Regions from separate parts of the Mus musculus genome. Here regions 1, 2, 3, 4, 6 and 7 are each linked to region 5. Evidence: chromatin contacts called from public ChIA-PET, HiChIP or PLAC-seq and promoter capture Hi-C data. All regions are on one chromosome and are shown on one strand. The core of a region is the stretch at or near the end of the contact, and the rest is flanking DNA. Distances in the headings are between cores, read along the strand shown. Region 1 overlaps Dgkd (diacylglycerol kinase, delta). Region 2 holds the start of Ncl (nucleolin). Region 3 overlaps Gm32700 (a long non-coding RNA gene). Region 4 has its middle 14 kb from the start of Gm41907. Region 5 holds the start of Eif4e2 (eukaryotic translation initiation factor 4E member 2). Region 6 holds the start of Usp40 (ubiquitin specific peptidase 40). Region 7 holds the start of Nmur1 (neuromedin U receptor 1).

Region 1 (3,356 bases), core at 815-3,314, 720 kb before region 5:
TTGAAAGAACCAGAAGGTCTGGAGAGCCCAAGTGAGCAGGAAGGCGCCTACAGTGGCAAGGCCACAAGAGCAACAGCTCTACAAACCACTTATAGACCACAGGTACAGCAAGAAAAAGCCTGATGATTTACTAGAGCAGGGTGCACACTGCTCTCCAGAGTGGCTGTGGCCTTTCTCAGACACCCAGCATGGGATTTAAAGCTTTAGTGGCTCAGAAAAATCCCTGTGCATCTGTGTCTTCACTGTGCAAACCTGAGTAATAACCAAGAAGACGAAGGAAGCAAACTAAGCCAGAGAAGTCAGGCTCCAGGCCCCACTGTAAAGCAGAGCCAGCAAACAGGACCAGGCCACAAAGCCTGCAAGGTCTCAAAGAACATGGCAGAGCCTACCTGTGAATGAGGCCCCCTGCTGCCTGCCCAAACTGATCCATCTGGGTAGCTTCCTCCTCAGACAGGATCTCAGGGTGCAGGGAAAAGGAGGGTGGGCGGGACAGCTCACACTTCTGTTTGTCTTCCCAAGACTTCAGGGTGTTTTCAAAGGCCTGAGACATTAGAACACAGAGTCAGACTTCTTCCTGTGCCCTCTAGAGGGCGAGCACACCATCTGCCCACAGCAAGGTAAAAGCTATGTATGTTAGTTTAACTTTGTGCCTTTTAGAACATGTCTCACTATATAACCTTAACTGGTCTCCTGCCTCTAGATTATTGAGACTACAGGGCACACCACTATGTCAGCTAATCTCTGTATGGTGAAGAGAAATCCAAGAACAAAGATGAAACCCTTTTGCCTCTTTTATGAATGTACAGGTGAGCCCATGAGTAAGCCACTGGTAACCCAGACCCCACCAGGCCTCGATGGCAATTGCTCTTACCCTGTCTCTGGTCAATGTCTGCGCCCTGTTCTTGTGCACGATCCGAATGTACCCAGGTGGCTGGATCCAGGCTTCCCCATCCACCTGCACAGGCACGCCTTCATCCCCCAGGATGGAGATCTTCACTGTGCGACACTTAAACAGATGCCAGACTGTTATTCCCGTGCCAGGAGATTTAAAGCACCCACAGGCCTTGCTGCTCTGAGTGTCTGCACTCCCACTCCTTACCCACAGCCATTTACTTGGCCTCCTTTTCTAGCCTCTGCTCTGTTGCCCCCTCTGCCCCTACTGTTCCCTCCCCACACATCTGGGATAGGTATAACCAGAAGATCTTGGGTACAGATACGGATATCAGGCTAAAGGGGTCAAAGAGTCATGGTCCTTGCCAGATGTAAACATCCCTGGGCAGAGCAAAATCTAACATCAGATGATAAAGCTTCTGCAACTCTTTACAAAAATGTGCACAAAAACAAAAAGGTAAACTTTAAACAGCTGAGTGTTGGGGACCAAGAGAATGCAGGAAGACCCAACAGATCTTATCAGCACTGCACTGTATGTACAGTTACTCCTTCCCTGCACCCCCAAAGTGGGTGGACCTGTACCAGCTCTTCAGTGCTGTCAGAATTAAAGCCAAGAGCCCTGACCTAACTGCCCTCTCTAGCTAACCTCAGAGCTGTCTGTCAAGCCCCGGTGGGCTTAGTCATCGCCACAGACAGATCCATGTCCAAGGTGCACTGCTTCTTGCAGCAGACCAGGCTCATCTGGGCCTTTTCTACCTCAGCAAGACTCAGAGCACTCAGTGGGAGAGGGAGGCAGAGTGGGGCTGCCTCTAAGGTCCTAGTTAGGCATCTCTCTTGGGTCTCTACTGTGAGCAAATCCAAGCATCCTAGGCCAAACCCTGCCTCTCCAAACAGGGATGAGTCCTAGAAGGGGGTGGGCTAGACCTATCGAACAGCATGGCCAGTACCTGGGCAATCCGATGATGCTGTAGCTTAATTACACGAGACACAGCCATCTGCATGCTGCCGAACACAGCAACCACCTCCAGAATCTTATCATCGAATGATGGAGCTGCAAAAGTCTGAAAGGGCCAGCATGAAAGCTGTCTGCCTCACTTCCCCAAACGCGTCTCCCTCTTGCTCTGCTTCCTGTTCTGGGGGTTCTGGTGAGACAGACAAGCCCACACCCACACATGGTACAGTGATGGTGGTAAATGAAGTGCAGGGTTGGGTATCTGTTACCCAGAAGCCCAATGCCTGAGACTAGCCCTCAAACGTGCTATTTATTAGACATGAGCCCTCAGGCAAGTTAGTCATGTCCTCCGTCCTTCAGAGGGAGATGACACTGCTTGCTCCTTAGGAGGGGGAGGTATATAAAATGAACGTGCAAACAGGTTCCAGGTACTTAGAACAGTGGCCTACAAATAAGTCTGCAGTAAGTGCCAAGCTGGCTTTTTAATTACATGCAAACCTTGGTTAAAGCCCGTCAATATCTTCCTATGTTCTTGACATAAACTCCAGACTCCTGCCTTTGGCTTCTACTGCCTCATACAATGCAGGCCCTACAGGCATCTCCCTCCTCCATGCACATATTCCACACTGCACTTGGGGAACTGTTCTCTATATACTTTGCCCCTTCTTGCTTCTGAGCTTCCACATCTCCTTTCTTCTGCCAAAACAGGATACTCTCCATCTAGTGCCTGCCAATTCGGACAATTTAAGTTCTCCTTCAAGTCTCAGCTGCTTCTCACTTGATCTTGTGCTAGACCTGCCTTCTAGACACCAGGCCGATTGGTGAGGGAACCTGTCTATCTGGTCCTCCACCATGCCCACTGTTAGGACCAAGGAGATATCCCATCTAGTCATGCCTCACTGACCTTGCTAAGCCCAGCCCACCCACCTCAAACCCCATACGTACATCATCTTCCTTGGTGCCCCCCCAGAAGTTGGTCCCTCCAGCATAGCTGGGAATGTTGAGGACAGCAATTCCTTGAAGACTCGGGAGGGGAATAGGGCGGCCATCACACTGCGCCGCAGAAAGGCAGATGGAGAGAAAAGAGCAGTACTCAGTATGTGCCAGTTCTTCCTAGCACCAATTTAATATGCTGGGCCTGTGGCAAGGCAAGGCTCCTCAGGGACGATCAGGCAAGGCTCAGTAGAACTCATCTCTAACCAAGGTTGGGAGGTCACCCACCAGGCCAGGAGGCTACCACTCACCTCCAGCAGGACCTTTTGTTCCAGGTTCCTGTAGGTTCTGTGCAGCAGCTCTTTGGTGCCAAGGACACCATACCACATCATGTTCTTAGTCCTACTCCTAGAAACAGAAGTGCCACCTTGGACAGGGCTCTCTTACAATAACCTGAGTTACTGTTATGAAGCCTGGGGACTTGTGCGACCTCAAAAGGCAGCCTGGTTTCTAATTGAGCTAGATTTAAACCCCAGATACCCAGCAAGGGACAGAAGTCGCTTGTCTGCCACACTTCTAG
Region 2 (3,346 bases), core at 82-2,581, 850 kb after region 5:
TCTAGAGTCTTCCTCACACCACCCTTCCTACCTCTCTACCCAAGAGTCTCCCTTGGTTCCATAATATACAGTACAAGGTGTGACCGGTCTCGCTATAAAGACAATGCCCCCACACCACAACTCGGGTTCGCCATCTCCTGCCCTGACAAGAGCGCACTGGTGTGTAGCTGTGGCTGCCCTCCACCGCGTTGGGAAGGCCGTAGTAAGTAAGCATCACACAGTGACTATTTCTACTTATCTCCAAAGGCCCGAGTTCAGATAAAAAAACTTGGGGACTCAACACATCCCACTCGCATTAAAATCTCCCGAGGTTGAAGTCAGGTATGATGGCATATGACTTTAATCACAGCACTAGGGAGGCAGGGGGATCTCTGAGTTCAAGGCCAGCCTGGACTACAGCGTGAGTCCCAGGGCAGCCAGGAATACACAGAGAAAACCTGTCTCATAAAATAACATCTCCTAGGTCGGGCCAGGCGTGCCGATACAGGTCGAGGCTAACATGGTCTACATGTGTGCTCTAGGACAGTAAAGAATAAAGTCCTATCTCAACTCCGGACGAAAACTCCACAGGTCATTTCTAGTGGATGTTGTTAGCTGATGAAGGGCGCCTGTGTGCTATGCTTGGAACCAGTTGGTTGCAATCCATTTAAAGCAACGCCAGACAACTCTCTCGTTCCCCCCGCCATGGAGGGAACCTGTGAGCGTGGTCACAGGCGGGCCGAGTACTTCTCCCCACCACACCAGGAAGTCACCTCTCTGAACCTGGAGTTATACCTACCGCGAGAGGTCACCGACATTACATGGATCGCTTGTGCACTGCTCGTACACACACACACGCACAACTGCTTTTATTAGGAGCTCTCAGGAAAGCGGGGACTCGCATCATAGCCAAGAAGCCGTTCGCGACTCCGCGGAGAACAGGCCGAGGCCCGCTCATCAGCCCGAGGGAACCCTAGGCCTTCCGGCGTTCTTCAGCAGGACCACGCGGCGCGGGGGAAAGCACCGAGAAACGCCCAGACCACCTGAGCATCGCCGCCCATGCTGCCTCGGAACACCTGAGGGAATCCGGGCCACGCCGCCACCTACCCGCGCCTCACACACAAGCCGCGCCAAACTCGCCCGTCCCACTGCGCAGGCGTGGGGAGAGCCCGGCGCTCAGGAGCATTCAAAGGACCCGCACACTGACCAGTCAACGTCCGCCTGGGCCCAAACGAGTCCCGCCCTCAGGAGCAGACGTCAGGCCCCGCCCCTAAGAGCCCCGCCCTCGTCAAGCCTTAGGCCCGCCTCACGCTGCCCCGCGTTAAGGCTCGCGGTTGGCTCCGGGGACGGACGCGAGCTCTGGTTGGTGGAGCCGAAGTCACGAGGACCCCCTTCGTCGCCTTTCCAGAGGCGATTACTGGGCAGGCTCAGTCTTTTGCCTCAGACGCTAGCTGTAGCTGGCAGGCGGTTGTACGTGCTCCAGAGTCGTCGGTACCCGCTACTGCAGTCGCTTTCGTGTGGCTTCCGCTGAGCTCTTCCGAGCTGCTCGCTCTCCACACGCGCCGCCGCCGTAATCCGCCACCATGGTGAAGCTCGCAAAGGTAAGAGGCCTTGGCGCGCCGACGCGGACGACTAGGCCCCTGCTTTCGGAGGGACGCGCGCGCGCCCGCCCGTCCGTCGCGGAGGGGAGGAGGGCTTGCGCGCAATCCCGGGCGCGTTCGAGGGCGCCATGCTGGGGGGGAAAGTCTCGCGCGACTAGCGGGAGGTCTCGCGGTGCTTGCCCTCTGACTTAGGGGGATGAGAAGAGCGGAGGCAGGTTTCCGGGAGGGCGATATCGAGGGTTCGGATGTAGCGGGCGGGAGGGGACGGTGTGAGGAGAGATCGGAGGAGCTGAGAGCGGATAGGGGCACGGCGTGGGAAGAGAGGGCCAACCTTAGGCGGCGAGCGGTCCCGGGGCCCCGCCTCCCCGCGCACGTGCTCTGGTGCGCGGCCCGCCACGTGCTCTGCGGAGCCCCGCACGTGTCGCGCGACCCGGGGCAGTGGGGGAGTGTCTGTAGTACCCCGGAAAGGGGGACGGCAGCGTGGGGATGGATGGGTGGCCCGGCGATCTGCTGTCTCTGCCGGTGACCGGGATGGACACGTGGTGGACCCCTGAGGTGGCGGCGTGGTGACTCCACGTGGTGGGGCTGGAAGCGAGAGAAAGTGGGAAGCAGTTGGGTTACGTGGTGCTGCTTTAAGAGGTGATTTCGAGATACCCCCTTCCCCAGCAAATAACTTAAAGGGATCCCTTTAACTGGGTTTTTTTTTTTTTTTTTTTTTTTTTTTTGTGGAAGATGCCAGAAAATAGATGGCCACGACTAGGAGACTTTATAACCTGTGGCTGTTTCTTGGTGTAGAGTTCTGTCTGCTCAGTTATCTGTGAGAAGGAAAAAAAAATTATGCGCGGTTCGCAGAAAAAACTGCCAGGAGAATGCCATGCCTGGCCAAGAAGAAGTCTTTATGCTTGTGTCCTTTAGTAAGAAAAAGGTGGTGGCCAAAGGCAAAGTGACTGAAAATGCGTGCAATTTTTGTGTGCGTTTGTAGGCTGGCAAAACCCACGGTGAGGCCAAGAAAATGGCTCCTCCTCCAAAGGAGGTGGAAGAGGATAGTGAAGATGAAGAAATGTCAGAAGATGAAGATGACAGCAGTGGAGAAGAGGAGGTAAGAAGCTATTTGCAGCAATAAACCGGTGGAATTGAATGTCTGGAAGTCTTAGAAATACAGGATATGTAGTAAATGGTTGAATGGCAAGCCCCTTCCTCCCTCCCTCCCTCCCTCCCTCCCTCCCTCCCTCCCTCCCTTCCTTCCTTCCTTCCTTCCTTCCTTCCTTCCTTCTGCAAGACAGTCGGCAAAACAGGGGACAGAAACAGGCAGAATTTTGAGTTCCAGGCAAGCAGGGAGTAGTACATAGTGAAACCTTGTCTCAAGACCGTTGTTATGGTCATGCTCAATCAGATTTCTTAGAAAAGCTCAGGTGCTGAGTCCAGTTTTTTTTTTTTTAAAGTATTGAAAGCCATGTCTCCTTATTTCAGGGTTTAATGTTTATCTTTGTGTGTGCGCGCACCCATTAAGCATGCTTGGTACCCTCATACTAGAATGTACTTGGATCCCCTGGAACTGGAGTTAAAGCCACATGTGAATGTTACATGTTACAAGAGTAACACATGTGCTTAACTTTTGAGTCATCTCTCCAGTTCTTGGTTGTTTGTTTTTTTTTTTTTAAGCCTATCTAATGTCCATTTTCTTGTGCTCAAAGTTAGTCTCTTAATGTAGCATTGGGTATAAAGGAATGCTTATGATTTGTTTGCTTTCAAGGTTGTCATCCCTC
Region 3 (3,380 bases), core at 753-3,252, 780 kb after region 5:
ATTCCACTGTGTGCGTTCAAGGCCCAACCTCTGCCTCCCCCACCCCTGCTTCACGCTGAGAACATCTCCCTGTTGCCCCAAACACCTCTGTAATTGAGCCTTTCCTCCTGATTCTGCTCCTGTCCCTCTCCTGCTTGGCTGTCCCTGCCCCCACCTCATCAGCTAGCCAGTCACTTCCCATAGCCCATCTCTCTCAGATAACTCTCCCAGGCTAGAAAGCTCAGAGCTATCTGGATTCTTGTATCCCTTTGGTTCTAAAAACAGCTGCCCTCCTCTGCTTGCCTGGATAAAATAGTTTCCTATCTGCCTGTGGCCTCTGGCCATCTGCCCATTCTCAGCACTTCTGCGGTATTCATCCCTCTACCTTGGAGGGAAGCCTTCAGCGCTTCCTGCTGGTAGATCCAACAGAATCATCACCGTTAACATTTCCTAGTTGCTCCTCGCAGTAACTCTGTAATAACCCTCCACTAAGTGAGTGCTATCTCAATGATTCATCCCAAGATTCTTTAGGTACCTCTGCCATTATCCACACTTTGTAGAGGACACAAGCTGGAAGCTTCAAGAGCTAAATAACTGGACCAGAGTCCCTCAGCTAGGAGGAGGCAAAGTCCTTCTCTCAAAAGACTCACCTGTCCTAATTCAGCTGTGGTGGACAGTCCCTGGTAGAGCCTCCTGGTGTTTCTTATAACCTCTAAGTCCAATTTTCACTGTATCCAAGGACTCCGTTTCAGCCCTTTGGTCCTCTGTCTGCGTCTTCCTTCCCATCCTTGTTTTAGCTTGGGATGTATCTTCTACTCCCAATCAAAATCTTGCTCTAGCTTAGCTCAAGGGCGACTTGCCTTTTGCCCCGATTCCTACATCTGTTGGACGGTGGTGGTTTTCTCTGGGGCCCTTGAGCAGCTCTGTCCTCCAGAGCCCCTGATGCTGCTTGGAGACAGGGTCTGTTGTAGTCTTGGCTGGCCTGGAACTCAGAGATCTTCTTGCCTCTTCTGAGTATTAAAGGCCTGTGCCACCATACCTGGGCTTCCACCTTGCTTTTGAGGCAATGTCTGTCTTGTTTTTGCCCCTGCCCTTTGGATGTGAGCTTTCCTTTGATGAGAGATACTGTACCACCTCCCATCTCCCAGCAGGAGGGCTGGAATTACAGATTCAAGCCACCCCATCCAGCTTTTTCTATGGGTTCTGGAGATCACACTTAGGTTGCCAAATGATTTTTACCAGCTGAATCATCTCCTTGGTCCCCTTCCTTTCTATGTGTTGGTGTTTTGCCTGCATGTCTATGCCTGTGTACCATATGGGTACCTGACTCCCACAGAGGCCAGAAGAGGGCATCAGATCCCATGAAACAAATGGAGTTTCAGACAGTTGCGAACCATCATGTATGCTGTACATGGAAACAGGGCCCTCTGGAAAAGCAGCCAGTGCTCTTAACTGCTGACCCATCTCTCTACCTCTTTTTTGTTTTTGAGATCGATGTCTGCAGTTGGTGTGGAATTTGCTATGTAGACCAGGCTGGCCTCAAACTCACAGAGATCCACCTTCCTCTCCCCCCTCCCCCCAAACTCTCCTCCCCCTCGGTGCTGGGATTAAAGGTGTTCACCACCAAGCCACCATGCCCTGCCCACCCCCGGCTTTTTCTCTTTTATTTTTCTTTCTGGTATAGGAGATCGTGTGGATTCCATGGCCTCACAGATGCCAGGCCAGTGTTCTACCACAGAGCTGTCTTTTCATCAAGCATGGGAGATTCTCGGGGCTCTTATAAGTGGTAGGATTCTGATCCAGTGATCTGGGTGGAGGCTGAGAGTCTTTGTTCCGTTGAGTCTCCCAGGCAGGGTCGATGGATCTGTGAAGACCACACTTTGAGAGGCACGGCTCTGGGTTTGCAGAAGCATAAATGTCAGCTGATGGGTCTGTTGACAGTGACTCAGCACAGGAGTATGCAGACATTAAATAAGCCCAAGGACTGGACTGTATAGATTTCAGCTCGAAGCAGCAGAGGTTGAAACCAACGGCCAAGCTCCCCAGCACTACCAGAAATGCTTCTGGATGTACTCTTGGGCCAAGCAGTGTGGACACAGTGATCTATCCAGGCTCTCTGCCTCAGCCCTTGCTGCTTTAAGTATCATCATCTCAGGGGCTGAGGGTGTGGCTCCTCGGCTAAGAGTATTTGCCTAGCATGTGGGAAGATTTCAAGAACTACTTAAAGTATGTCTGGCGGTGCTCACCCGTGATCCTAGCACTCAGGAGGTGGAGGCAGGAGGATTAAGAAGTTGAAGGTCAACCTTGACTACATAGTGATTTTTGAGGCTAGCCTGAGCTATGAGAAACACAAAATACCCTATTGTCTCGTATTTGGCCCATGGAGAGCTATCACATAGTTCTCAACTTCCCTCAGAATTTGGTCCCCACTTCCTTTAGAAGGGAAACTCCGTCCTTGAAGACTTTGCACCGTCTGGCCCCGCCTCAGTCATTTATTATTAAGCTCATCCCCCACTTACCCCTTGAGCCTTAAATTCAGTGCCTTTCTTCCCCTCTGAAAGGCTGTCATTGTACATTTTCAAGAAGTTCAGTGCCTAACCCCACCCTCACCCCCGTTGTTTTTTTTTTTTTGGGGGGGGGGGCAGATTGCTGCAGTGATACCTTTTATCTGATTCAAGCTTGGCCAGGAACAGCTAGTTTTTCATAGTCATGATCAAGTAGTCTGTGTTGTGTCTTCATTCCGTTTGATTTTGGGTTTTTTGTTTTTGTTTTTTTTGTTTTTTTGTTTTTTTGTTTTTAAATAGTACTCTCAGGTTCACTGTTACTGCCTTATCTTCGGGGCTGCTTTTTCCATGCCCCTCTGCAGTACTGAACTCCTCTTGGACGTGTACCTGTCCTACTATGCTTCACTATTTCCCACCTAGAACAGTTAGTACTCAGCACATAGCAGGCCTGTTCAGTGACTGTTACAGAATAGGTATTTGAAAAGGCAAGAGGTACTCAGAAGTGTCTAGGTAGGTAATCAGGGCTTCAAGGAGGTCATCTCTAAAAGGGGGGACAACACCTAACCAGAAGCAGCAGCCTCAGTAGGGAGTGTTTCTGGGGTTGGTCTTCCTGGAGGGCAGAAGAAGGTATCAGGGACTGGCAGAGGAGGGAGGACGGGACTGTGATACAGTCTATGGGAAGCACCAGAGACATCACGGACCTTTCTCATAGTCCTGAATTGAGACTGGATGTTTCTATACCCCTGAACAGCAGTCACTGGGCACACCCATGAAGGAGGTGTGACCTCAGGCAAGGCATTTTCCATCATTATCTATCTCCAGAGGGAGCCGATAGCCTAAGCCATCTATGGCCAACAGCTCTAGCAGGTAAGTCCCTCTTCAGTCTTGCAGAGGAAT
Region 4 (3,291 bases), core at 214-2,713, 730 kb after region 5:
TGTAATTCAGCACCCAGGAAGGATCAGCGGGATGCATTCAAGGTTATATTAAGGCTAGGGCTACCAGTGGGGTTAATGTTGAGAGAGAACACACTGTAGTAGTTATTCCTAAGGATGCTGGTCTGGGATGCACTCAATCTCACTTCACCTCTTGAGGCTTCTCTCCTCTGGAGATGCCACAAACCCGTGTCTTTCTCCACACACCCTCTATTCTATGACTGTCCCCACTGCTGGGCCTCCCATTAGATTCTTTCAATCCAAATATACGCTTGGCGACAACAGTCCACAAAAGAGCTTCCTCCAGAACACATTTTTTTGACCTTTTAAAAGAACCCACCTCCTTCCCAGGGTCATTAAGACATCCTTAGTTGAATATTCACCCAGGGGCCACTCTCCTCGTCACTGCATGCCTTTTGTGCAAAAGCTGTACCCAAAGAGAAGCTTAAACATAAGGAGAGGTACATCGGAAGTAGTGGCGCACGTCTTTTCTCGTAGCACTTTGGATACAGAGGCAGGCTGTTGCTATAGTTAGAGGCCAACCTGGGCAATCAGGGGAGACCCTGTCTCAAAAGTTAAAATAGAATCCCACAAGGAATGGGAACCGGGTGGTTAGGTTTTTTTTTATATTAACTCGTCAAGAACGATGGATTCTATGTCTCGAACGAGAGTTTCTCTCAAGACACAGAATAAGGTACCGGTGAATCTAGTCAGCTCCCCGAGACTCAAAAACAAGTTGAGTGCAGACCTTATTATAATCAGCCAGGAGGTGCAACCCAACTGAAGACACACTTAGGTCGAATACATCCTCCCAACGAATTCACACGATACGTGGAAGCCCGTCAGTCTCTACACTTAGAAGAAGAGGGCAAACACGACTCTGGCTGTGCATGTAGGTTAGGAGGGTGCAGGCTTCGAGGATGGACACAACGAGAAGGCGGCTGCGCCAAGGTTCTGCACGCACGGGCTGACTAGCAAACCCATGTCAGAGTGTGCACAGTCGCCCACTTCCCCCGTCCTTGGGTGCCGTGGCCAGAGGCAAGACACGCAGCCCGCGCAGCTCGAGCAACGACGGCTTTTGTTGTACCAGCTTCGAGGCGTCCATCACACAAACGCCGCGAACGTCGGCTCAGGAGAGGCGACGGAACGCGAAATGGCGGGCAGGGGCGGGGCAGAGCAGGGCGCCCATCCTCAAGTACGGGAGGGGCGCGCCTGTTTCTGCGCAGGCGTGCGACCTGCACGCGCCCCCTTTTGCGCAGGCGCCCGGTTGGGGGCGTGTCTTTCTTTGCGCAGGCGCCCAGCTCAGCGCGCGTTCCCGCGTTCCCAGAGGCGCGCGGGGACACAAAGGGCTTTAGGGAAAACGCGGAGCGCGGCCGGGGTTCGTGGAGCGGCTTCAGGTCTTGACGACCTGGAACGGATTTTCGGCGCAGGAGCCGGGCTCGCCGGAACCGCGGGCTTGGTCCCTCCCTACGCTCCCTTCCCTTCCTTTCCCTTTCACCTCCTTTGCCTGTTCTAACGGCCTTACGGGACGCATCGGGTACACAGGGCGCAGGCGCGGGTCGCGCCGGGAGGATGAGCATCCTCCATCTTCTCTCCTGCGACCTAAATGGCGCGGCTGGCAGCGTTTCTGAGCCTGTGGGGACCCGCACGCCTGCTGGGCAGCCCATGGCGCCTCTTGCTTCCCGAGTTCTCTACCTCTCACGGTCCCCTTGAGCACGGAGATGGTAGCTTAACCCTTTGTAAAGTGCCTGTATCGCGATGTGAGACTCCCATGGATAAGGCAAAGGCATAGAAGTTACCGAACTGACCCAACCTTTTGCAAGGTGCTATTTGCAAATTTGATTTGGGAATGCCTTTGAGCAACAGAAATACATTTTCTGTTAAAGAGACATTTCACCGAAGGCGGTGACAAACCATTTTTAAAAGTATTTTAACCATAACCTGTAAGTATTCTTTCTAGCAGTGGAGGCAAGAGAGTTCAGGGTCATTGAACCCTAGTTTAGAAACATGTTCAAAAAAGGAAATAAAAGCGGTCCGGAGAAAGATGGCTCAGTGGTTAAGTGCACTTTTTACTATTGAGGGCTAGCATACTATTCCCAGCACCCACAACCAACCATCTTGTTACTAATCCCAAGGGATCAGAGACTGCCTTCTGTTGTTTCCCTGAGCACCAGGCAAGAAAGTGGTGCATAGATAGGTACCTGTGCAGGGAAAACACCCATACACATAAAATAAAAAACATCTTTTAAAAATAAAATTAGGGGCTGGTGAGATGGCTCAGTGGGTAAGAGCACCCGACTGCTCTTCCGAAGGTCCGGAGTTCAAATCCCAGCAACCACATGGTGGCTCACAACCATCTGTAACAAGATCTGACGCCCTCTTCTGGAGTGTCTGAAGACAGCTACAGTGTACTTACATATAATAAATAAATAAATCTTCAAAAAAAAATAAAATAAAATTAGGCCAGGCAGTGGTAACACGCTCCTTTAATCCCAGTACCCGGCACAGGCAGGTGGATCTCTTAGATCTCGTAGTTCAAGGTTTGGTCTACAGAGAGTGGTCCAAACCTTGTTCAATCCCCCTTACCCCCCAAAAGATACAATTAGCTGGTATGGTTTTGTTTTTTGTTTTTTCCATTAATACAAGCGTTTAGGAAGCAGAGTCAGGTCTCAGGTAGAGGTCAGCTCAAAAGAAATAAAAATTGTTATTAGATACTCCTATAATCCCAGCACTCAGGAGACAGAAGCAGGCAGATCTTGGTGAGTCTGAGGACAACCTGGTCTACACAGCAGGTCTGTACAACCTCTACACACACACACACACACACACACACACACTCCTGGGCTAGTGGTCCTGGGTTGTATAAGAAAGTGGGTTAGGCTGGGCGTGGTGGCGCACGCCTTTAATCCCAGAACTCGGGAGGCAGAGGCAGGGGGATTTCTGAGTTCGAGGTCTGCCTGATCTACAAAGTGAGTTCCAGAACAGCCAGGGCTGTACAGAGAAACCCTGTCTCGAAAAAAAAAAAAAAAAAAAAAAAAAAAGAAAGAAAGAAAGAAAGAGAGGAAGGAAGGAAGGAAGGAAGGAAGGAAGGAAGGAAGGAAGGAAGGAAGGGGGTTAACCGGGCAGCGCATGCCTTTAATCCCAGCACTTGGGAGGCAGAGACAGGCAGATTTCTGAGTTCGAGGCCAGCCTGGTCTACAGAGCAAGTTCCAGGACAGCCAGGGCTACATAGGGAAACCCTGTCTCTAAACAATAGAACTTTAAAAAAGAAAAGGAGCCAGACAATGGTGGCAC
Region 5 (3,231 bases), core at 530-3,029:
ATAAGTAAAAAAGAAAAAGAAAAAACTTGTCATAAGAGTTGCCCGGCCGGGCAGTGGTGACACACACCTTTAATCCCAGCACTCGGGAGGCAGAGGCAGGCGGATTTCTCTGAGTTCAAGGCCAGCCTGGTCTACAGAGTGAGTTCCAGGACAGCCAGGGCTACACAGAGAAACCCTGTCTCAGACCCCACCCCCACCCCCCAAAAACAACAACAACAAAAAAACAGTTGCCTGGTCATGGCATCTCTTCAACAGCAACAGAACAGTGACGACGACAGTGGCCAACATAACCATCCTTATTCAAGACAGGCAACCTAAAAACTATCTTCTTAGGATGCAGTTTGATTTGTTCCAATAGGAGAAGAAGGGAGGAAGGGCTGCAGGTATGAAGCTAGGTATTGCAGGGCCTATGACAGGAGACCAATGGATCTCTATCCTGCTGGACTCTGCTAATAAGCAAGGTGGAGAAGACATCAGGTCTTTTCTCAAGAAGCAGAGCTCACTCAGCCACCATGAAAACCTAAGGAAGAGCTGGCTGTACAACTGGAATCCCCATCCCAGTACTTCCTGAGTCTGCACCTCTGAACTCACTGTATTGAAAACCTGCAGCTTCACCACCTATCAGTGAGTCCACTTTCCCTTCACAGCTCATGCTCAGCATTTTACACAGTACCTCTAAGTATTGCAGAGCGTGATGTGGTCCTTCCGGTCCTAACCACTACAGAGGTGAGATCGATGGCTCAGACTGGAGGACTTTTGTACTGTCAAACAGCTGGTGGGCTTAAAACTAAAAATGTAGGCCTTTGAATGATAAACCAGATTTGATCACTACAAACCATAGAGAGGAGGGAGCACTGCAATCTACCCAGGGATACAATTCTTGTGAAACACTAACTTAAGTGGGGCTAGATGAAAACGAAAATTACTTTTAAATGCTAAAAGATTTAATCGTTAGGAGGGGAATGTTCTCACCCCCCCATCCCCCACCCCAACACATATTTCTTCTCTGTACTTCCCAACTGTTCGCTGCGGGAATTGGAGATGAATGCAGGGGTGGGCAGCCACTAAGAGTTGAAAGACAGGGACGGGGTGGGGGATGAAGGGAGGGTGGTGGTCGGGGAGGAAGCAGGAAGAATCTCAGATGAAAAGCATTCCGTACTCGAGAGGCCACAGTACTCAGCGCGGCTGCCCCATTACCTCATCGCAGCTGCCCAACTCTACGACACGGGCTCTGTTACCGTCCCCGCTTGCAGAAGACAAAATCGAGGCTCGGAAGGGAGAGGTGACCTTCCCAGGACGCCGAGCGAGTGCGGGAGGGAAGCCGCGTTCAGAGAGAAGGCAGCAAGGCTGCGGAAACACCCGAAGCGCTGAGGTCCCGCCCCTCCACGCCGCCGGCAGCCCGCACCCACCAGGGCGGGGCGTCCGAAAATCTCCTTCCGGGCGGCGCGGCCTCCCCTCCCCCGGCCCGTGCCGCGCCGGGGTCCAGCGGCTCAGGGGTCCCGGCGACCTCGGCCGCGCTCTCCCGGCCCCGTCGGGCCCGCGGGCGCAGGAAGGCTCGGGCTGCGGCGGCCCGGGAGCGAGCGGCTCGGCTGAGGGCGCGCCCGGCCCCGGCGGGAGCGGTCCCGGGGGACGGTTGGGGGAAGGGGCCCCGGGGTCGGCCACGCGCCACTCACGCGTCGAACTTGTTGTTCATCCTCTTGCCGCCGCTGTCGCCACTGCCTCACGGAGTGACTTCCGCTCTACCGGGTCCCATCGCTAAGGGCCCGGCTACTTCCGGTTGGCTGGCGAGGCGCTCAGCGGAACGTCAGTGCTCAGGCCTTGGGCGGGGCCTCTTTCCCGGACGGGTGGCCCGGGACGACAGCGCTTGTTCCGACCGGGGCTGTCTTGGTGTGGCTGCTTGCACTGAGCATTGTCTACGCAGGCTGCCGGCCATCCACTTTAACCTCCCCGTGGATTCCAGGGGGAAAATGTCAGGCATAGTAACCTTTAGTAAATGGTATTCTCTGGCAGTTGATCCTTTGCTCTTGGTGTTTGGAGAGGACGAGAGAGCACTACAAACAAACTTGCAATTCTGGCTCTTGGGAAATGGCAGCAGGAAGATCCAGACCTGCCTAACCAACATAGTGAGTTCGAGGACAGCCTGGGATACATTAAGACCTTCCCTATATATTGGGTGAAGTGGGGGGTGGGGGGAGTCGAACCAGGGTGACAAACTTACTGAGGACCGAGATGGTCTCACTCATCATTGCCTCCTCAACTGAAGTCATTGTCCCCACACTCCTAAGGACTGTCCAAAACCACATCACATACACAGGAATAAATTCCCTAGTTGGTGATGTAACTCCAGAGCTATGAGGCACGCATTTTCCTGACCCATCTGCTGAACATATTACATTGTTAGATGTTTATTTTTAATCACCAGAGAGGAGGGGTAGAAATTGATGTTCGTGCCTGTATTTACAGGTGAGGAAAGTGTCCCAGGACTGGCCCGTGGTTGTCCCCTGGTCACTCAGCAAGGTCACGCTTTTTCTCCTCAGGAAGACCTCAGGGGATCATCCTATTGCCTGGCATGTAAGGGAGGCTGAGGAAGCTCTCCTGTCACACCCAGCCCAGTGGCTTTGGGCCTAGCCTTGCAAGTACTCTGGCTTTTGAGAAGAGAGAGGACGAAAGGAATTTGCAGGGCTAGGAGTCTTTCTTACAGTGTCTGAGATTGGATCAGAGATGGAAATTTGAACCCTATAAAGGAGTGTTCTAGAGAGTTCCTCTTACTCTGGACCCCAGCTTGCTCATGTGAAATGTGGGTCAGGTGAACAGGGCCTTTTTTTTTTTTTTCCGAGACACGGTTTCTCTGTGTAGCCCTGGCTGTCCTGGAACTCACTCTGTAGACCAGGCTGGCCTCGAACTCAGAAATTCACCTGCCTCTGCCTCCCAAGTGCTGGGATTAAAGGCGTGTGCCACCACTGCCTGGCTTTGTTTGTTTTTTATTTTATTTTATTTTATTTTATTTTGAACAGTGCCTCTTGACTATCCATACTGTGAAGAATTTCTAACAATGGGGGGGGGGGAGATAGTAAAACTCAAGAAATCCTTTGTGATCAGTGGGGGTGGGAGGAAGTATTACATTAGACGAATGGGACGTACTGCTGAAGGTACACATTTGTGCTGTGGCATCTAGAAGAACCTTGCTAGTTAAAATGGGTTACACTTTTAAAAATTCTAGACCTCATAAAA
Region 6 (3,304 bases), core at 159-2,658, 790 kb before region 5:
GTCCTAGGTTGCTTTCTATTGCAGTGATGAACACCACCAGTAAAAGCAACGTGGGGAGAAAAGGGTTCATTTCAGACAGCTCACAGTTCATCACGAACTCAAGGCAGGGCAGCAACTCAAGGCAGGGACTAGAGGCAGAACCTGAAGTGGAGGCCATGGAGAAACCCTGCTCTCTGGCTTGTTCCCTCTGGGTCACTCAGTTTGTTTTTTATACAACCCAGGTCCACCTTCCCAAGGTTGGCACCACCCATAGTGGGCTGGGTCCTCCCACATTAATCATTCATCAAGAAAATGTCCCCACACTTGCCTCCAGGCCAATCTTATAGAGGTATTCTCTCAGCATCTGTTCCCTCTTTCCATGTGACCCTAGCTTGTGTCCCGTTTACAAACAAAACAAAATAAAGTACAAAAACAAACAACCTACCAAGAAAAAAAAAAAGTAATCAAAACCTAACTAACAAGCACATGGGTGTAAGGGGATATAGCTGCCCAGAGGGAAGCCACCTATGCCTGTGGATCTTGGCTTACAGTGTTGAGTTTTGGTCAGGGAATAAAAGTTTAAGGTATAGCTGTGATTTTTAAATAGGAGGATAAAGTACCATAAGACAGAAAGAGATATGGCCAGGAAAGCAAAGTGAAGGGGAGGTTGCTAAAAAGCAAAGTGGTCCTCCACCTGGAGTACTGAGAGCTGTGTACTCTCCCAGTCCATTTCCTGGCCCAGACCCCTTATTCCTAGCCAATGGTCATCTCCAGTCCTTTCCTCCCAACACTTCCTCAGCGTTCTAGCCACACCAGCCTCCCTCAAATGTTCCAAAGACAAATCCCTTGGACTGATGGTCACTTGGACTCTGCCACCCTCAACCCCCATCACCCTCCATCTTTATTCCTGTTCTCCATCTCTTAAACTCTCAGCTGAAATAAAAATTAGATTTCACCTGTTTCCTTCATTCACATCCTGATAGAGGTTGGAGGAGACGAGGGAGATACAAATGGGGTCTGTGCAAAGGATGGGAAGTAACCTATCCGAAGAGCTCCAGCAGGACAGACAGTTTTGTGTGCATACATGCTTGCATGGTTATATATAAACTACTTAAGGTGGATTGAAGGCGATGTAAGAAGGTTCACAGAACGTAGAGCATTTTCACAAGTTTTGTATCAGAGATATACTTTGAAGAGGAAAAACTGTTTTAAGGTTCTTTTGTTATCCTAGAGCAGAGACTATATAAATACATACTCCACTTAAATGGTGAAAGCTCTAACAGAATGTGGCTCCAACGCTTTTTGCAGGCAGCAATAAATACAAATTTTAACTTGTAAGCCGTCTGGAAAAAGAGCAGTATAACTACCCATAAATCTCCGCGTGGCGCGACGCACCCTGGGAAGTGTAGTCGCATCTGGGGTGGGGGTGGGTGGTTGGAAATCACTTTCCAGAGACACGGCCTCCTCGGCATGGCGGTGCCCGTTCGGAGCGAGTTCGTTTACTCTGTGCTGTGGCCGGGGCGGGGGTCTGGGCTATAGGCAGTAAGTGGGGCTGGGGAACTGGGCGCAGGGAGGGACGAGGGCAGCGTAGGGACGACGCCGGCGGCCTGGGGAGAGACGCCGGGCCTCTGCTGGCAGCGCGTCAGGGGTCGGGCCGCGGGGACGCGCGCCTGGTCGCGCTCCTGGGCGCTGGGCGGCTTGGTGGGCGGCAAGGCCTCTGGAGCGGCGTGACGGGAAGCCAGCCCGCGAGCTAGCTCGAGGCCTGCCTCGCGAGTTCCATTTCTTGAGCTTTTGTTCAGAGGACTGTGTTGGGAAGGAAGAAAACTGCATTTTGGCCATTCCTATCACTTAAGAGAGTGTTCTCAGCGTTTTACCCCAAATGTCCCTTCCCCACACAAGAAACAGAACAGATTCCCGCAGGTCCCCACTTCTGCAGTTGGATTCCTGGGTATGTTTTGGAAGGCCATTGGACTCCATGGCTCTAATGACCAGAGTTTTTCTTCCTCAAGGTACTTACTCCTGGCTCTCTAGTTTAGGGCCAAAGTGCTGAAACTACTGTCAAGATTAATGTGATAGGGTTAAGTCACTGAAACGCTGTGATCTGGTACTGTGTATGAAGGGATGGGGGAAGCTGAGATTTCATAATTGATGAAGGCTCCTCCCCTTCTCTCCCCCCCCCCCTCATTTAGTGATGTGGAATCCAAGAATAGTTATCGGTTCTTGTGGGTCAAGCCCTTTGTACTCAGTAACCTTTCTTTTGTCATGTGACTGGTTTAATTTACCTATGAAAAATACGCAGCCCCATTTTACATAGAAGTAAATGTTAGCTAAAATAACTTGTCCAGGATCACACAGGTTAATCAGGACCCCGTGTAGGTAGGAAAGACAAGTCAGGTCTCGCTTTCTCCAAAACACAAACTACTGTGTTTTCTGAAGAACGATTTAACAAAACAGCTACGCTCGAATAATAAGAGAAAATTGGGGGTGGAGGTACATTTAAAGAATGGAAACATTTATGTAACATATTTTCTTTAAAGGATAGCGTTTAGTTCCACCATGTTTGGGAACCTATTTGAAGAGGATTATTCCAGTGTGTCAAGTAGTCAGTATGGAAGAGGGAAGAAATTAAAGACTAAAGGTTTGGAGCCGCCTGCCCCTAGAGAATTCACCAATTTAAGTGGAATCAGAAATCAGGGTGGAACCTGTTACCTCAGCTCCCTTCTTCAGACGCTTCATTTCACACCTGAATTCAGAGGTATGCTATGTGACATGCATTTGAATAATATGTACCGTGGGCTTTATATGTAATTAGTTATGAAAAAAACATAAAAGAAAACGAATCTTAAGGTGGATTCAACAATATGTGTTTCATTGTTGCAAAGAAAGACATATATTTGCCGTTCTCTGAAGAAAATTATGAAGCTTACCATTTAAAAAATCTATTCTGTGTAGTGATGTAGTGTTTCATAACAACAGCAGCAAAAACAAGGCAAGGTATTTCTAATTCCCATAATTTGAAATACAACATAAAGAGAATTCTCTCATCTTTCTCCAGAGTAACGGTCACTTAAGACAGGGTTACACATGCAGCTTGACTTCTGCAGTGGGAAAAGTTGTCACATTATTTATACACATCCATAGTTACATATCTGCATTTCTGAGATTCAGAGAACTCTGATTCTGAGCTGATCTGTACTGAATTTGTTTGGCCTCAGAAGCTAACCTGGCTGAGGCTTCTTGGGAGTTTTAGTTCTCTCAGGAGTATGAACACTAATATATTCACAACAGGAATGTTAATCTGTTTAGTTAGCATTGTCTGCCCCAG
Region 7 (3,295 bases), core at 691-3,190, 830 kb after region 5:
GGAAGCTGAGGGGACACTGAAGACAGAAATGCAGACGGTGAGTGTGGCTATGACACCTGACTAGGCTTTTGTGTGCTCCTTTGAGTGAAGAAGTGGGTCGGGACAATGCTCGGGGAAAGAATCGGTGTGGGAGGAGGTGCTGAAAAGAGAGAGGGCGATTTCCTTGGAGGAGACTAGTGCTTGGACCCCGGGGCTGGAAACCCCTTATGAGACTGTGTGTATTGGGGGGATTGCTATCCTGTGAGTGTACAAGTGGAGTCACGGGGATGAGACTCTGTAGGCTGCTGACTTTCAGGGGCTTAAGGGGTGCGTAAGAAGGTTGTCTGAAAATGTGGGTCAGAAAGAATTGCAGGACACGGAACAAGTCCTGCTCAGTCGGCGTGCTGCAGGTGGGGACAGCATTTTAGACCCAAGTCTCACGGACTTCCTCTCTCTGGCTCTTTTTTTCTTTTCTTCTCACCTGTAAAATGGGATTGTTGTCTAGAAAAAGAAGACACTCTCAGCTCCGGGTGATTCCAACAGCTAGCTAGTATGGTTTGGATGCAGGTAGAGTCCTTTGGGAGTGGTCCTAAGTACTCCAAGCTCCGGGGTCAGCGTTGCCCTCTAGTGGCGATTTTGTGAACAACAGGCGAAGCAACCAGGAAGGCGGGGAGGGCAGCCTCTGTCAGGTCGCCTTCAGCTCAGCATCTATCTGTCAGTGGGAGCCAGGGCGCACAGGACCTCCTGGGCAGAAGGCATGGTAGGTGAGCGGGATACGGGCCCTGACAGGAGCGGCTCTCAGAGTGAGATGGGTGGAAAAACTCTGTGAGACATTTGGGGGTTGTGGGAGAGACCTCTCAGTTAGTCAGTTTATTTCTGTCATTTTTCTGATGACTGTCGTCTCAGCGCTGCTCTCTTGAACCTGGGCTGTCACCTGCCCATCCCCAGCTCCTCTCCGTGAGAGTTCCGAGAGTGAGAACTCCAGGTCTAGTAGGTGCAAAGAATATAAAATATTTAGACTGGGAGTGATTCAGGTGACAGAAAACAGAATCAAATTTGGGTCAAAGTACAGTTTTTTAGCTTTTTCACTCCTTCACTTAACCCCTACGGTGGCTTTCTCTTCACACCAAGGTCACACACAGCGTTCTGTATGTCAGGTCTGCCATGTGTCGATGCTTTTTGTGGATTAAATACCGGGATCTTGCACCTGGAGTTGGGGAGGTCAGGTCTGCCCTGGCAGTTGCTTTAGGAGCCCCGGCTCTTTAAAGACCAAGCAATACTGCAGTTGCACCCACTTTTCTGAGGTCCACATCAAGTGGCTCTCCTGAAGTCTGTCTTAAAAGGGAGACAGCCAAAGGAGATAGCCAAGCGTTCTTGGAAAAACCTGGCATTTCTTCAAAGATTCCAGTAGATTGTAAAGGGCCAATCTTATCATTTAAAAAGTATTTCATTTGTGTGTGTGTGTGTACTTGTGCATATATACTGTTTGCATGTATGTGTGTAGAGGATAGAGGATAACTCTTTGTTGTTGTTGTTGTTGATTGGTTTTTTGTTGTTTGTTTTTGTTTGTTTTTTAGACAGTGTCTCTCTCTGTAGTTCTAACTGTCCTGGAACTTGCTCTGTAGCCCAGGCTAGCCTCAAACTCACATGAGACCTGCCTGCCTCAGCTTCCTTCGCGTTGGGATTAAAGCTGCGCACTACCACTGCCCGGCCAATTTTATTATTTTCAAGGTTTGCACTCCGGATACTCTGTAGTTGAAATGCACTTTAGTGGGTGGCAGATGCTTTCTTTCCCAGTGGCATGTGACTAATCAGTCCTCTACAGTGTGATAACTTAGGACAGAGCTGGGATTACCTAAATGACTTCTGGGTATCTCCCCCTTCTATCCTACAGACTCCTCCCTGCCTCAATTGTTCCATCTTTCCTGGAGCGCTCTCCCCAAATGCTTCAAGGAGCCCCCTGGTCTGCAATATCAGTGAGTTCAAGTGGCCCTATCAACCTGAGGATCTGAACCTTACCGATGAGGCCCTGAGGCTGAAGTATTTGGGGCCACAGCAGATGAAACAGTTTGTCCCCATCTGTGTCACGTACCTGCTGATCTTCGTGGTGGGCACTCTGGGCAACGGGCTGACCTGCACCGTCATCCTGCGCAACAAGACTATGCGCACGCCCACCAACTTCTACCTCTTCAGCCTCGCTGTGTCCGATATGCTGGTGCTCCTGGTGGGCTTGCCTCTGGAGCTTTATGAGATGCAGCAAAATTACCCGTTCCAGCTGGGTGCGAGTGCCTGCTACTTCCGAATACTGCTCTTAGAGACCGTCTGCCTAGCTTCAGTGCTCAATGTCACAGCCCTGAGTGTGGAGCGTTATGTGGCCGTGGTGCGCCCACTCCAAGCCAAGTCTGTGATGACACGGGCCCATGTGCGCCGCATGGTGGGGGCCATCTGGGTCCTCGCTACTCTCTTCTCTCTGCCCAACACCAGCCTGCATGGCCTCAGTCAACTAACTGTGCCCTGCCGGGGGCCGGTGCCCGACTCAGCTATATGTTCGCTGGTGGGTCCCATGGACTTCTACAAGTTGGTGGTACTGACTACCGCACTGCTCTTCTTCTGTCTGCCCATGGTCACCATCAGTGTGCTGTATCTGCTCATTGGGCTGCGGCTGCGGAGGGAGAGGATGTTGCTCCAAGTGGAGGTCAAGGGCAGGAAAACCGCAGCAACCCAGGAGACCTCCCACAGAAGGATTCAGCTGCAAGATAGGGGACGGAGACAGGTGACCAAGATGCTGTGTAAGTCATTGTTGAGGAGAAAGCTGAGCTTCCTCCAGTCTGGGGAAGGAATTGAGCTTCCAGGGTATTGTTTGCTTGCTTGCTTGCTTGTTGTTGTTATTGTTTTGAGAAAGGGTTTCAGGGCTGGTGAGATGGCTCAGCAGGTAAGAGCACTGACCACTCTCCTGGAGGTCATGAGTTCAAATCCCAGCAACCACATGGTGACTCACAACCATCCGTAATGAGAAACTAATAATAATAATAATAATAATAATAATAATAATAATAATAATAATAATAAAACAAAAAAAACCTATGGGCCAGACTTAGCAGGGACCAGAGCAAGTGGGGCTTGGGGTGGAGGGAGCGAGGCCAGAGAAAGACAGAAAAGGGAAGAGGGAAAAAAAGAGAGAAGGAGTTTCTTTGTGTAGCTCTGGCTGTTCTAGAACTTGCTGTGTAGACCAGAGATTCACCTGCCTCTACCTCCAAAGTACTGGGATTAAAGGTGTGCACCACCACTACCTGGCTCTCCTGTCTGCTTTTCTAGG

The links. Promoter capture Hi-C pulls out the DNA fragments that hold promoters and counts their contacts. ChIA-PET counts read pairs in DNA pulled down with a chosen protein or histone mark. HiChIP or PLAC-seq counts read pairs in DNA pulled down with a chosen protein or histone mark.
Region 1: an RNA polymerase II ChIA-PET map of memory CD8 T cells shows a contact between it and region 5, with 7 read pairs. The contact joins the enhancer-like site here to the promoter of Eif4e2 in region 5. A contact is called at or near these places in 1 of 39 promoter capture datasets (liver), 3 of 484 Hi-C or Micro-C datasets (CD4 T cells, the G1E-ER4 cell line and the HPC-7 cell line), 2 of 115 datasets of contacts at active chromatin or transcription factors (large pre-B cells and memory CD8 T cells) and 1 of 9 other capture datasets (liver).
Region 2: an RNA polymerase II ChIA-PET map of memory CD8 T cells shows a contact between it and region 5, with 9 read pairs. The contact joins the promoter of Ncl here to the promoter of Eif4e2 in region 5. A contact is called at or near these places in 1 of 39 promoter capture datasets (pre-B cells), 1 of 484 Hi-C or Micro-C datasets (CD4 T cells), 4 of 115 datasets of contacts at active chromatin or transcription factors (acute myeloid leukemia, bone marrow-derived macrophages, memory CD8 T cells and 1 more) and 2 of 9 other capture datasets (adipose tissue and liver).
Region 3: a contact with region 5 is called in a FOXA1 HiChIP or PLAC-seq map of pancreatic cancer cells. The contact joins the enhancer-like site here to the promoter of Eif4e2 in region 5. A contact is called at or near these places in 7 of 39 promoter capture datasets (the 3T3-L1 cell line, 3T3-L1-derived adipocytes, embryonic stem cells and 4 more), 4 of 484 Hi-C or Micro-C datasets (CD8 T cells, the G1E-ER4 cell line, cortical neurons and 1 more), 11 of 115 datasets of contacts at active chromatin or transcription factors (astrocytes, embryonic stem cells, extraembryonic endoderm stem cells and 6 more) and 1 of 9 other capture datasets (embryonic stem cells).
Region 4: a promoter capture Hi-C map of hippocampal neurons shows a contact between it and region 5, with 4 times the contacts expected there. The contact joins the enhancer-like site here to the promoter of Eif4e2 in region 5. A contact is called at or near these places in 3 of 39 promoter capture datasets (the 3T3-L1 cell line, cranial neural crest and hippocampal neurons), 4 of 115 datasets of contacts at active chromatin or transcription factors (embryonic stem cells, extraembryonic endoderm stem cells and stem cell-derived neural progenitor cells) and 3 of 9 other capture datasets (adipose tissue, embryonic stem cells and embryonic tail).
Region 6: a promoter capture Hi-C map of liver shows a contact between it and region 5, with 6 times the contacts expected there. The contact joins the promoter of Usp40 here to the promoter of Eif4e2 in region 5. A contact is called at or near these places in 10 of 39 promoter capture datasets (the C10 cell line, the HPC-7 cell line, cranial neural crest and 6 more), 2 of 484 Hi-C or Micro-C datasets (both in CD4 T cells), 3 of 115 datasets of contacts at active chromatin or transcription factors (astrocytes, large pre-B cells and memory CD8 T cells) and 1 of 9 other capture datasets (liver).
Region 7: a promoter capture Hi-C map of pre-B cells shows a contact between it and region 5, with 3 times the contacts expected there. The contact joins the promoter of Nmur1 here to the promoter of Eif4e2 in region 5. A contact is called at or near these places in 7 of 39 promoter capture datasets (the 3T3-L1 cell line, the C10 cell line, hippocampal neurons and 2 more).

The regions. Positions count from the first base shown.
Region 1 is chr1:87,933,934-87,937,289 of GRCm38.p6, reverse strand. It overlaps Dgkd (diacylglycerol kinase, delta), which reads right to left. Exons shown (of 30, transcript NM_177646.3): 20 at 3,088-3,184; 21 at 2,789-2,896; 22 at 1,839-1,952; 23 at 872-1,006; 24 at 390-541. Among named protein-coding and RNA genes, the nearest start is that of Usp40, 73 kb to the left of the region's middle. Within about 2 kb of position 2,064, at least 63 of the 459 cell types and tissues checked have an H3K27ac peak or open chromatin away from gene starts, as enhancers often do. A contact at or near this core is called in the G1E-ER4 cell line, the HPC-7 cell line and memory CD8 T cells, where this site is marked.
Region 2 is chr1:86,357,440-86,360,785 of GRCm38.p6, reverse strand. Ncl (nucleolin) reads left to right here and starts at 1,331. Exons shown (of 14, transcript NM_010880.3): 1 at 1,331-1,580; 2 at 2,563-2,679; 3 at 3,334-3,346. The coding sequence starts at 1,563. C130036L24Rik (RIKEN cDNA C130036L24 gene) reads right to left here and starts at 1,202. Exons shown (of 2, transcript NR_015507.3): 1 at 779-1,202.
Region 3 is chr1:86,436,648-86,440,027 of GRCm38.p6, reverse strand. All of the region lies in intron 1 of Gm32700 (a long non-coding RNA gene), which reads left to right. Among named protein-coding and RNA genes, the nearest start is that of Gm32700, 3.2 kb to the left of the region's middle. Within about 2 kb of position 2,002, at least 44 of the 459 cell types and tissues checked have an H3K27ac peak or open chromatin away from gene starts, as enhancers often do. A contact at or near this core is called in the G1E-ER4 cell line and pancreatic cancer cells, where this site is marked.
Region 4 is chr1:86,485,638-86,488,928 of GRCm38.p6, reverse strand. No RefSeq gene overlaps it. Among named protein-coding and RNA genes, the nearest start is that of Gm41907, 14 kb to the right of the region's middle. Within about 2 kb of position 1,463, at least 406 of the 459 cell types and tissues checked have an H3K27ac peak or open chromatin away from gene starts, as enhancers often do. A contact at or near this core is called in adipose tissue, embryonic stem cells, embryonic tail and 3 more, where this site is marked.
Region 5 is chr1:87,212,462-87,215,692 of GRCm38.p6, reverse strand. It overlaps Eif4e2 (eukaryotic translation initiation factor 4E member 2), which reads right to left and starts at 1,779. Exons shown (of 7, transcript NM_001039170.1): 1 at 1,674-1,779. The coding sequence starts at 1,693.
Region 6 is chr1:88,006,655-88,009,958 of GRCm38.p6, reverse strand. It overlaps Usp40 (ubiquitin specific peptidase 40), which reads left to right and starts at 1,408. Exons shown (of 32, transcript NM_001198573.1): 1 at 1,408-1,521; 2 at 2,517-2,734. The coding sequence starts at 2,536.
Region 7 is chr1:86,386,786-86,390,080 of GRCm38.p6, reverse strand. Nmur1 (neuromedin U receptor 1) reads left to right here and starts at 1,940. Exons shown (of 2, transcript NM_010341.1): 1 at 1,940-2,768. The coding sequence starts at 1,940.